Linked DNA regions of Zea mays: region 2 is linked to region 1. A link is a contact called in public Hi-C data. All regions are on one chromosome and are shown on one strand. The core of a region is the stretch at or near the end of the contact, and the rest is flanking DNA. Distances in the headings are between cores, read along the strand shown. Region 1 holds the start of LOC100279628. Region 2 holds the start of LOC100382367.

Region 1 (6,376 bases), core at 1,748-4,247:
CCGTGACATAGATTGCTTAACAAAACATCAGGTGATGAAAATACTTGCATACAATTGCAGTACTAATGAAACTATACAGCTATAAAGAATATGGTGAATCATTGTATTTGATAAGTTTCAAACTCAATGAAGTTAAAAATAAAAAAGGTAAAGAGACAGGCAGACCAGGAAAACTCATATCCTGTTTCTAGAACCTTGATAGAAGGGTGGGGCTCTGAAATAAGGATTGGTTCAATCCAAAGATCTCACCTCTGACATGTTGTGACCCTGTCTTCTTTTATCAACAATAGCTAAACGGGCATTCAATAATTTCTTAGCGAATGCACGTGCTCTAACAACGCCACCCACATCAGGAGAAACAACCACAAGATCTTCAGATATCGTCTTGCTGGCCAGGTAATCCAGAATCACAGGCTACAGACACCAAGGATGACACTAATTCGTAGTCAGATAGAATTTACAACGAGATGCAATACTGAAATCAAACGCTGTAAAGGAAGAACTCACACTACCTGTCCATATATATGATCCACAGGAATATCGAAGTACCCCAACGCTTGCGTAGAATGAATATCACATACAATGACACGGTCACTACCAGCTTCAGTAAGTAAATTTGCAGCAAGTTTGGCAGTAATGGGTTCACGCCCTTGAGCCTGAGTTACCAAAGACATTGTGCAGTTAAACAAAAGAAAAGCTAGTGCTCCATTTGGATGTCGGTATTGGAGGGCATTGAATTGAATTGGTTTCAATACCAAATCAGCCATGGTATTGAAATGAGATGCAATTCCAATTCTATTGTTTGGATGTCACTGTATTGAAGTTTGGAATTGGGTGGTCTAATTCCACGCAATACTGAGGGGTGACACTCTGAATTGGGAGAGAGAGTTTCTAGTTATAGTCCAATACCATGGAATTGGCTCTCTTATTCCAAAACTCAATTCCATGTGCAACCAAACAACAGAATTCAGAAAAGCTGATTCCAATTTTCAATTTTGTGCACCAATATCTGCATCCAAACGGGGTATAGATGTTCGTATATTAAAGCAAACAGCGCAGAATTTTTTTTCTAATTAAAGTTAGGCAGTTCTGATCGTCCTTAATACCTGGAAACCCATATTTGGTGCTAGGATATAAAGTAAAACAATTAGAGGAAATGAATAGAAGTCATTCATAATAGATGGATTTTGTCGGAGTTAAGGAAGCAGCAGTGAAATGCTTGATTTTTTTATCCACAATAAAGACAAATTGTCACTTTATTGCATGAAAATCAGCTTCGGAAGATTTTTTTTTGATCCATATAATAATAGGGTTTTTTAAGCTGGTGCCCTTGGTTTGGTGGTGTCCTAATTTTTACCTTTAGTCGTGTTTTTTGCTCAGTTTTACCCATCCAGCGCTATATAACAGAAGGGCAAAACTGAGCAAAAAAACATGACTAAGGGTAAAAGTGAGGACACCAGCAAAACCGAGGGCACCAGCTTAAAAACCCCAATAATAAAGTTGGAGGACCAAACAGGTGGCAAAATTTATCACAAATCAGCGTCAGCAGTGTACACTGCCCTTACAGCAAGCTTTGACAAGGAGCTCAAATGATGAAGCTTACATTGATGGTGTTGCTTTTATTTGCGTTTGGCAGGAGACACATTGAAATCAGAAGCAATACACTCCAAAATAATCTGTTTTATATTTTAAATTAAATTCTGAATCTGTCAATCTGAACGTACTAGGTTATAAACTAAATCACTGTATCATTTAGCTAATACTCCCTCCGATTTTTTTTTATTTGACGTTTGTTAGTGCAAATCTGAACTATTGAGCGTCAAATAAATAAAAATGGAGCTAGTACCTTTCTGTCTGCTCTGGCATAACCAAAGTATGGAATAACAACGGTAATAGACCGTGCTGAAGCCCGCCGGCATGCATCAATCATGATGAAGAGCTCCATGAGGTTTTCGTTGACAGGAGAGCATGTGGGCTGGATCAAGAACACATCACATCCTCTCACGCTCTCTTGCAGTTGCACATAAATTTCTCCATCAGCAAAGCGCTTGATCAGGATCTTGCCGAGTTCTATACCCAGGTAAGCAGCAATTTCCTAGAAAGTAAGTACAGAGAAGGACATTTCATTTTTCAGTAGTGTGTATAAAAACGATGTCGCCGCAACTATAGTGATCAAACATGAAAATCTAAAAACCGTACAGATCTGAAAACAGTACAAACAAAAAGGGTGCAACTTGCAAGCCCCCCTCCCGCGGTCCCCCCCCCCCCCAAAAAAAAAAACTGTTGGTAGTAGTGGCACAGAAGTCACTCATAGTGGTTGAAAGATAGGGCAATTATACACGTAATTGTGAAAGTAAAATTATCGTGCACGGTGCCTTTGACGACTTACTTAAAACAAGTGAAGAACCAGAAATAAAACACTATAGCCCCAATGTTGCATAAAAATGAAAACAAAAGTTTTTCTTCTTGTAATAACTCAGAAACCAAGCGAGACACGGTAAACACCTGAGCGAGCGGACGGTTAGCCGTGCCGGAGAAGATCTTCATCCTGGAGTCCCGCAGCTCCCTTGGCAGTGCGGCAAGCCTGGACTCCGGTGCGGGCACCTTTGGCGCCCACGCGGTCCTGGACTCGGCGCCGCTCATCCGCTTCCCTTCATGCGCCACCCGCAGCTGCTCGCTCCCGAGCACGCATCTCTGCGCACACCAAAAGAAGACCAACCAAAAACACACAATACCTCACCGCTTCGTAGGCATCACACGTGAATCAGAAAGCCCCACGACGAGACGAAACGCTCACCGGCGAGCGGAAGCGCGAGGCAGCTGCGCGGAAGGACGAGGAGACAACGCTGCGACTGCGGCGCGAGGAGAGGGACGACCCGGTCCCCGCCACGGCCGCGGTTGCCGCCATGGGATGCAGGTGGCGCGCGCGGCTAGGTTTTTGGGAGTGGGAGGGCGGTAGGATTCGCGCGTGGATGGGAGAGGCGTCCTCGGGTTGCCTCTTCACTTCAGGGGTCGAGGATGGCGGCGGCGGCGGTGCCGCAGTGGTGACCGCGTCGCCGTCCTTTTTATGGATGGTCGGATTGATTCCTTTTCTGCGGTTTTTAATTGAGGTCCGGTGCGAGGGTTCATGCTTTTTTATGTGAAATCCGCTATTTTGGGCACTGTTGGGTATTCTTTTAATATAAACCTTGCAATTTTGCAGTCGCATCCAATCATTCCGTGTTAATTCGTAGAAGCCTGTAGGGGACCGTTAATTTTAAGGCATTTATTTGCAGATTTCATTACAAATGGCACCATTTTGTGCAAGAATGAATGAGACATAATATTCTACCGTTAGAGCCTTAGGGCAACCCCATCCGTTTGAGAAAACAATTTCTTTCTTAAAAATTAACATGTATGAGAATGAAGTGAGAAAAACTATTTCGACCCGTTCCTTAGTCCTCTTTTTTATACTTTTGTGTTTCAAAATAGTTGACGCTTCAGTATTTAAGTTTTTTATTTTTAATGGGTATTTTGGAATAACATTTCTTTCCTCAAATATATCTATGTTTTTTATTTTTAATGGGTATTTTGGATTTTTTTTCCTTCTACGTTAATCTATGTAAGAGAGGCTAAAGGTTTGTTTGGTTAGATTTCTAAAAATTTGATGCTATCTATGAGCTATAAAAAAGTTGTTGTGAGTTAATAAATATGAAAAACCTAAAATTTGTTTGGTTGAAACAACTCTCAACTTAGATTCTACTAGTCAGTTGTCTGTGTGTTGCGACGGCTCACAACAATACTCACGTAAACTATCCACCAAAATATCTCAAGATTTTGTATTGATTGTCTCTGCTCTACGCATAATTTTTTTTATTTGACTAACCAAGTCGACATCGTGGTAAAGGAAAGACCATATAGAAGGCAATGCTGAGCCATCGAATGGGTACCATAGGCAGCAAATCAGGGACCTCATCCCTCACCTCCCCCACTTCTAAGGTTTCGTAGAGCGGGAAGGGAAGGGAAGAGGCAGTCATACCTGTTCGTTGCCGAAGAAGGACACGACGAAGACCTGGACATCTGGAGGCGACATAGGTAGTATACCGCTAGATACATACAGGGAGAGAGCACGCAAGCGGAGAAAGAAGCTCAGCCGGAACTGCTCCAAACCGAGAGACACCTGCACCAAGCGTCAGTACGAAATGGGCGAGAGAATGCGAGTGCCTTCCAGCCCTGGACCCACGGAGGCGACACAACACCACCACCAACTCCGTAGCATATGTCGACTGCTGCCGTTCTACGGGCCTTGGTTGTCCAATATCTCAGATCTGGACTCGTCATCGCCAAGATAACATAAGCATGGCAGACGCCATCGTGTCCTCCTCGGCGGCACGCACGAAGAAAAGCCAAGAGCAAGACCGACTCGCCCGTACCCGCGTCGACGAGCGTCGGTCGGCTCGTGCCTGCGATCGTGGGCAAGGGCAACAAGTTGGGGAGGAAGAACAGGGTGAAGGCCGGGAAGATGAACGGGACATCCGACGACGGCGAAAACGATGGTGCGTGCATGATGTGAAACACCCTTGTAGACGTGCAATAGCTACTGCACGGGTCGGTGTCGGGGCTGGTGTCGAATGAATACGGGAGAGGAGGCGCCTGCTCCCACGTCCTCTACCGAAATGGGTGGCACGGAGGAGGAGGCATGAGGGGAGAGAGAAATAGAAGCATGATGGCGAACGAGGTGGCGGCAACTGAGGCGAGGACCATCATTATCTTGCGAAGGTATAAATGGCTAAATGGGCCATGTCTGGCGGTCTGGTCCGGGGCACGACCCATTTAGTAGTGCTTGGGCCGTAGCCTCGGCCCGTAGAGCTGACCCAGCCCAACACGATTATATTTTTTTATTTTACAAAAAATTGTATATACATATGTACAATTTATATTCAATATTAAAAACAATTGACTATGATGTTCTACTGGTTAGACAGCTTCCCTTAAGTTTCCCACCCTTCTTCTATTAGGGCTTAGGTTCAAACCCCTCCTCTTGCACCACTTTTTTAATATTTTACGCTAATTTAACCAAATGACTCGACTGGCTAACGGGTTAATTTGAGATAGATAGATGTGAGGAGTTATTTGTAAAAATATGGCGCGGGACGACCGTTGAAATTGGTGCTTTAATATCTTAAAGATAAGAGCATGACAACGTGTAACATGTATAACAGGAATCTAGAAAACGTGAGGTAGCAGGTGATTCTGAATTGAAATAGTCAAATAGAGGAATCTATAGTTTTTCATAGATCTATTTTGATGTTGTGCTTGGGAAGTTGGGATAGGTCACGCCGATGAGGGCGTTGCCACGACTTGGGCTGCCAACGCCGTCGCAGCCGGGGTCACTCCTGCGGTCATGTTTCGGGTCGCCAGCGCCGCTGGGCCTCGGACCGTCAACACCGCGCCTAGGGCTGGCCACGCCACTGCACTGGCAGCCGTTGAGCCACCACGACGCGGCGCTACCTGCGGGCCACGCTGCCGCACCGGCAGCTGCCCGAGGAAGGGGGCAAGGCGCTGCGCTGCCTGCGGGCCACGCCCCCATGACAGCAGCCGCCCAGGGAAGGTGTCTAGGCACCGCGCTGACAGTGGGCCACGCCACCGTGTCAGTAGTCGTCGCGCCAGCAGCCACCCATCCCAGGGGGCAAGGCGTCGCGATGGTTGCGGGCCACGCCACCGCGTCGGCAGCCGCCCAGGGAAGGAGAATCACCGCCTCTGTCCAGGATGAACCTGTTGGTGCTTAGGGAATGGAAGACAATGGTGTTCTGCTTGGTGACGACAATGAACTCCTAGCATGGTTTCATGGAGCAGCGGCCGCTGCTTTGGGGGAAGACTGGATGTCCGAAGATGGTAACTATGGTGCATCACCGGCGAGCACCATCGGCTCACCGCGCCGGCAGCTGTCCAAGGAAGGGGGCAAGGCACTACACTGGCTGCGGGCCACGCCGCCATGACAGCAGCCGCTCAGGGAAGGGGTCTAGGCACAGCGCTGACAGCAGGCCACGCCGCCGCGTCAGCAACCGTCGCGCCGGCAGCCGCCCATCCCAGGGGCAAGGCGTTGCGCTGGTTGCGGGCCACGCCACCGCGCCGGCAGCCGCCCAGGGAAGGAGAATCACCGCCTCTGTCCAGGATGAACCTGTTGGTGCTCAGGGAATGGAAGACAATGGTGTTCAGCTTGGTGACGACAATGAACTCCCAGCATGGTTTCATGGAGCAGCGGGTGCCGCTTTGGGGGAAGACTGGATGTTCGAAGATGGTAACTATGGTGCATCACCGGCGAGCACCATCGGCCAAACTCCAGCACCATCAGCTCGCCGTAGGGGTGGGCGTGCACCTCAAGCTCCAGCTATTG
Region 2 (6,376 bases), core at 2,300-4,799, 140 kb before region 1:
AGCTGCAAAAGCCGCTGACTCTGATGAATAGTGAAGAACAGTGCGCGCAGAGTCAGAGCGCAGAGTCAGAGGCGCATGGACAGTGAATAGGACCTGTCCGGTGCAGCACCGGACTGTCCGGTGCCACAAGAGGACAAAGCCTCCAACGATCAACTGCTCCAGAACCCTAACGGTTGGGTGACGTGGTGGCGCATCGGACAGTGTTCGTTGGCGCACCGGACTGTCTGATGCGCCCATCGACAGCAGCCTTACCCAACGGCTTGTTGGTGGTTGAGGGCCCAACGGCTTGTTGGTGGTTGAGGGCTATAAATACCCCCCAACCACCACAACTCCAAGCATCCAAGTCTTCTAAAGTTTTCATTCAATACAAGAGCTAGTGCGTTCACTCCTAGACACAAATCAAAAGATCAAAGCCTCTCTAAGTCCGCTAAATCATTCCAACCACCTAGTGACTTGAGAGTGTTGCGCTCTTGTTGCTTGGATCGCTTTCTTCCTTCCTCATTCTTGTTTCCAAGAGACTTGTAATCAAAGCAAGAGACACCAAATGTGTGTTGGTCCTTGCGGGGTCTAAGTGACCCGTTTGATTAAGGAGAAAGCTCACTCGGTCTAAGTGACCGTTTGAGAGAGGGAAAGGGTTGAAAGAGACCCGGTCTTTGTGACCACCTCAACGGGGACTAGGTTCTTTAGAACCGAACCTCGGTAAAACAAATCACCGTGTTCATCCGCTTTATTTCTTGGTTGATTTGTTTTCCTCTCTCTACCGGACTCGGATTTAATTCTAACGCTAACCCCGACTCGTAGCTTGTGTTTTAAGATGTAAATTTCAGATTACGCCTATTCACCCCCTCTAGGCGACTTTCCGTCTCCGACGATGGCGGCCACGTGAGGCGTCGGTGGCTCTGGCGTCCTTCGATAACTAGCTCCTCCCATTCGGTGGCTTCGACGACGTCCTTTGATCTAGCGGCCTTCGAATCATCCTCCAACGACGAACTATCCGATCCATGTTTTTGCCATCAATGATTATGTTTTATGCCTTCTATTTACACTATTTATGCATTCAAGTGATGATTTTTACAATGATGAATACGATTTTTACGTTTGCCATAAAATTGTCCCTAATTCCCGCGGGGCTGTTAGTTGAACCGATATTAGGTTTTTTATCAATTATGTTACACGGTGTATATATTTATGCGACTTTGTATAAGAATTTATGCTCTGCGTGAATCATGTCATCCTATTTTTTCACATGTGTGTAGTGGAAATGAAAATATCTTCCAAAATTTGCGCGCAATGAATGGAAACTCCCACGATCTGCCATAATTTTTAGATTTGTATAAAAATAGAAACCGCATGCATTCGACTCCCATAATTTTTGGATCTACCATAAAAATAGGATTGTGAATACAACACCAGAGTTATCAACCTCTCTCACATGGCTCGATATTTAACACATAACTGAGGGGTTTTTATGCTATTTCTGTGAACTATTTACGCTATTCCCGCAAAAAAAACAGAATCGTAATTTATGGCTTGCGTCCCACGTGGGAGGTCAGTTGTTAGGCCGAGGGTTTGATTGACGCACGTGGACAAGGTTTACCTGATGCATGGGCGGGGGGACCCATCTGACAGCCTGGCGTGGGGTGTAGGGGCGCACGCTGGTGTGGTCTAGCCAGGCGAAGGTGGTGGGCCAGGGCTTCCTCTGACATTTAGAAGTCTAGGGCTCTCAATATACCCTATACTAGGTGCTTGAGTTGTTAAGTTGTGGTTAATGTACTTGCATTGGATGGGTGTATATGTTTGGCTTCAATGATGGAACTGCAACTTCAAATAAAAACCAGAACTTGGGGAATAAAGTTTTAGATGAGGACATAATCTGACATTTTAAGAAAGTGTTCTGGTATCCCTGTTCTTTTTATGTGTTTTGCTTGATATGGAACTTAGCACTTTAGTGGTAGTCTGATTTGCAGATCTTTGTGCAGATGTGTAGGTTTTGGTTACTGGTTGGTAAGCCCTTCTGAGTTCCTAGTGAGAAAAGAAGAAAATATGTATTGTCAGACCCATGCGATCCATGGAACTGAATTATGGTATGCATTATGGCGATTTTTTTAGCGATGGGGAATGTAAGGATAATTCATCCTCTCGGTTGATTCTGACTTTAATCTAGCCTTCTGTTTACTGATAAGCACGGTTGTTTGTCATGTTGTCAGATTCTCTTTGTTTCTGGCGTCTTGCTAACCATTGGGTTGAAGCCAACTGTGTACTTCTTTACCAAGCCTAAGAATCACAAGGTACTGATCTTCTCGGTGCAAAACTTGCCTTTATATTTCTAGCTGAGTAGCTGACAAATGAGTTTCAAACTTGCCGCGTTCAGTCTTTTCGGGTTTTGCTTTTTCCTAGTCCTCATTGGATGGCTTGCTTTTGGCATGATGGTGCAGTCGTAGGCTTCATCATGCTCTTCAGGCTGGTAGTTTCTTTCATGTTCTTGCATGATCTACATCTACTCCTACCTACCAGCTGTTTTTCAGTTAGTAGAAACAGTTTTTTAAATGTTGAGTTGTAAATTATTTGCTACGTGACTTATAGAAACCGTAGAGCAACGCAGGGACTGAACTAGTAGATTTATAGATATAGAATACGTACAATAACTAGGCTGCTAGGCTGAGCATATCTTTTGAGGTCGTGCATGGACTCCTATAGTAAGGCAAGGCACACGTATAGGCTGTTTGGTTGGAGGATTGAGCTAGTCCATCATTTTCTCACTCCTCACTTTTTTGTTTGGTTTGTGGAATGGAATGAGTCAATCCATCATCACCTCATTACTTATAGTTATTTAGTTAGTACTAATACGAGCAATGGGATAATCCCACCAAATTTGAGGAATGGACCCATGATGTACCACCATATTTTGGATAAAGTGATTCCTCAAACCAAACACCCTCGTAATGTTCCACGTCTTCTAGGTAGACTAGATCTCATATAGTCATATAAATTATAAAACATTTTCTCGTAAAAATATAACATATATTTATACATAAGTTATCATGGTATTATACGTTCTCGTTGCAGCGCACGAATACTCACTTAGTAGAGTGAGAAGCTACATATCAGTTTTTAAAATTACAATAGTCAAAGACTGTCTCGACTTATCTATCATATCTTATATATTTTCTCTATTTTTTATTTATCATGTTTTAGTAAAAAATAAATTAGTAGATAATAAATATTCGAAAACGAAGGTAATACTATTTTAAACCTTACTTACAATTTACCGTATAAAATAGTGTTTTACGCAACCACGCGTACACGATAGCCTAAGTTTAATTTTTGAGGCCGTCCATTGACTCCTGTAGTACACGGCACGTAATTTTCCAAGTCTTCCCGGTGTAATTTTCCAAGTCTTCCCGGTAGACTAGACCTCATATGTGACATTTATGTCTCCACCAACAGCAACGGCCATCTAAAAAATTTTCTTCAGCTTTGGCAGCTCCTTCATTGCTAAGCCTAGCTTATCCTTCAGCTAGCACATAGCCACCGTTTGGTTGATCATCGCACTGATCAGGCAGCCATGGCTACCAAAGCCAAATCAAGCTCCTCGTCATGTCTCTCCTTCCTGAAGGACGCACTGCTCCTTCCAACCAAGAACGCCAAGCTCTTCGTCCCTGTCTTCCTCCTGGTAACCGCTCCCCTCATTCTTCTCCAGATCACCAATGTCTTCTACATCCAGCCGCGCACAGCCGACATGCTGCACCACATCAACGAGGTCAAGAACATGGACCCCTCAAGCGCCGATTACGCCAAGCTCATGGTGGAGATCATGAAGGAAGCCAAGGAGCTTGCCATGATCTCCATCGCGCTCCTAGTCATCACCTTTGCAGGAAGCTTTGCTAAACAGATCATAGCCTTCTTCGCCACCTCCACTACCTACGCCGGTGACCGCTACTCGTTCCCTGAGCTCTTCACCAAGGTGATCATGAAGGGGCGTCACCTCAGGGGCCCTCTCATAACCGTCGCCATGGTGGGCGTCCTCAACGTCGCATGCGCGCTCCTCCTCGCCGCGCTGCTCCAGCTCGCGATGCGCCAGTTGGGGGTGCTGTACACGGCGATCCTCTTCGTGCTCCCGTTCCTCGCGTTCCTCTACCTCGACGTCGTCTTCTTTGTCGCCGTAGCCGCGTCGGTGGCCGACGAGGACAGCCGCGGCGTGAGCGCGCTCAGGCTGGCGTGGCGGCTGATGACACGGGTGTGCAGGAAGGAAGGCTTCGTGCTGGTCGTCGCGGTCCACCTGGTGGCGATGGTTCCGTCCCTGCTCTACGCGGTTGCGCTTGCATGCTTGAAGAAGAACATGCCCATGGGGCTGGCTCTGTTCTCCGTATACGCACTGCTCTCCGGCTTGGTACAGCTCTTCTACTTCGCCGGAATTATGGTGTACTACTACTTAGCCATGGAGAGCAAGGAGGTGATGGCCCATGACTACGTCAACATCCCCACCGTTGAAGCAACTGTGTGATTGATTGTTGAATGGTAGGGAAATAATAAATTTTTGTATGGTGATGATGAATAATATTTGTCCACTAGAAATGAACAGTGTGCCTTTATGGAGGTTTGTGACGAGACTTGTATGCAAAGACTTTATTTTGCAAATAAAAAAAATATCCAAAGACCATTATGTACAGCTTGTGAAAACAGAGTTAGTGGCAAGTTAGCTAGGGGGTGTTTGATTTCTAGGGACTATTTTTTAGTCCCTCCATTTTATTTTATTTTAGTTTTTAAATTGTCAAATACGTGGATTTCGAACCGATAGGATATGAAAATCCTTAACCGGCTCCGATACTAAATGTAGGGTCGGTGAGGCGACGGGGGAGGGGTGTGTGAATGGGAGCCATTAAAAATTCTCATCCTGCGAGTACGTGACTTTGATCCCAAAATTTAACCCGAAAACCTTCTAGGGACTCAGAGCAGCAGATCAGAGTGCTACATAAACCAGTGCCTTTTGTATGCACCAAAAACCCTAAAACTGTAGACATTCATAGAAAATTTCAGAGTCAAAAGCACCAGAAAGTCAGAGCGGCAGTGCCGCGCACACGGGCGGCAGTGCCAGGCAAGCAAAAATGGCCAGAATGATCTCAAATTTGACAGATAGTTTGCATGGGGTAAAAGAAGTTCTCCGGTAAAGTATGAACCCGAACAACAAGAAATAAAATTGCAAAACAGGGAGGGAGAAACCAAGAACACTCAACTTCAGAATTTCCAGCAAAGTGTGCAAAACTAAAACTGAGAAGTGATCAAAACCTGTGGCCCATACGAGTGACCCTTCCTCGGATTAAACTTGAAGAAACACAATCACAGTCGAAGTACAAAATCGCTGTGGATCTTTGGCTGAACCTAGACTAGTCTTAGGGATAGGAAATATGAGTACTAAAACCCTAAGTCAAAACAAATGGCAGCCAAGTAATATTGAACTAAACAACCTACCCCTTTATTTATAGAGGGTTATTTCCACTTCCTAAACTAGCTCTATTTACGTAGAGCTTATCCACTCCATCAGGGGTGAAATGGACTAACTACTAGGTTTTTTATCCGACGGCCACGCGCTCCATATGAAATTGCTTCGCCTTGACGCACGCTTCGCTATGTTGCCACATGCCGCCACTAGTTCCCTCTGAAACCACCGCCACCGAGTTTTGTGGCCCAAACTCAGCAAAACCCGTCATCCGTAGCGTTGGGTGGTTTTGAGGCCTAAACCACCAAACCATCGTGAGTCCCGCGCCGCATGCACGTCCTCCATGGCCAGACGCGTGTCCCGCCAATCCTCGACCACGCCGACAACACGGTCCACTCCACCACATCCTTGTGTGAGTGTGTGTCCCAAGTGTTAGCCACCACGGCTGGTCACCCGGCTGCTCCGGTCCATTAGTCAAGACCCTGCACTCGCCCTTCACTGCTTTCGGTCCATCAGCACAAGCCCGCATGACCTTCACCTCAGTCGTCGATCACCATCTCTGTTCACCACACCTGTACACCACAAGACGATCGACATGGTTGCACAAGCATAATCTCACACTCTGGTCAGTCCATCGACTAACCCAGAGTGCTATCTGTGACAATCACTCATCATTAACCCAAACCACAAGGGACAAGTCAACCTTGTGTTCGCACATTCCCCCTCTCCTCCACCTAACCAACATAATAAAGAGCTAATCATGCTTCTGATTAAACTTATCTCATTAGAGACAAACAACACACTATAAATCTCATCCTCGAGCTACTAGGTAGAAATTGCCCTCATTGTGCCTTAGACAAATAAGTTGTGTTGTCCTCACCTCCCCATAACTCACGATTTCCTTAGATTCACTAGAGCTGGAGTGGTGCGCCTCTACCA

What was found. A called contact is a pair of places that touch in the nucleus more often than the background predicts.
Region 2: a contact with region 1 is called in a Hi-C map of leaf mesophyll, with 2.9 times the contacts expected there. The contact joins the promoter of LOC100382367 here to the promoter of LOC100279628 in region 1. A contact is called at or near these places in 3 of 25 Hi-C or Micro-C datasets (ear, leaf mesophyll and tassel).

The regions. Positions count from the first base shown.
Region 1 is chr9:105,937,362-105,943,737 of Zm-B73-REFERENCE-NAM-5.0, reverse strand. LOC100279628 reads right to left here and starts at 2,997. Exons shown (of 8, transcript NM_001152624.1): 1 at 2,798-2,997; 2 at 2,506-2,694; 3 at 1,847-2,095; 4 at 513-656; 5 at 250-414. The coding sequence starts at 2,908.
Region 2 is chr9:106,073,699-106,080,074 of Zm-B73-REFERENCE-NAM-5.0, reverse strand. It overlaps LOC100382367, which reads left to right and starts at 3,549. Exons shown (of 1, transcript NM_001175112.1): 1 at 3,549-4,666. The coding sequence starts at 3,566. The coding sequence ends at 4,504.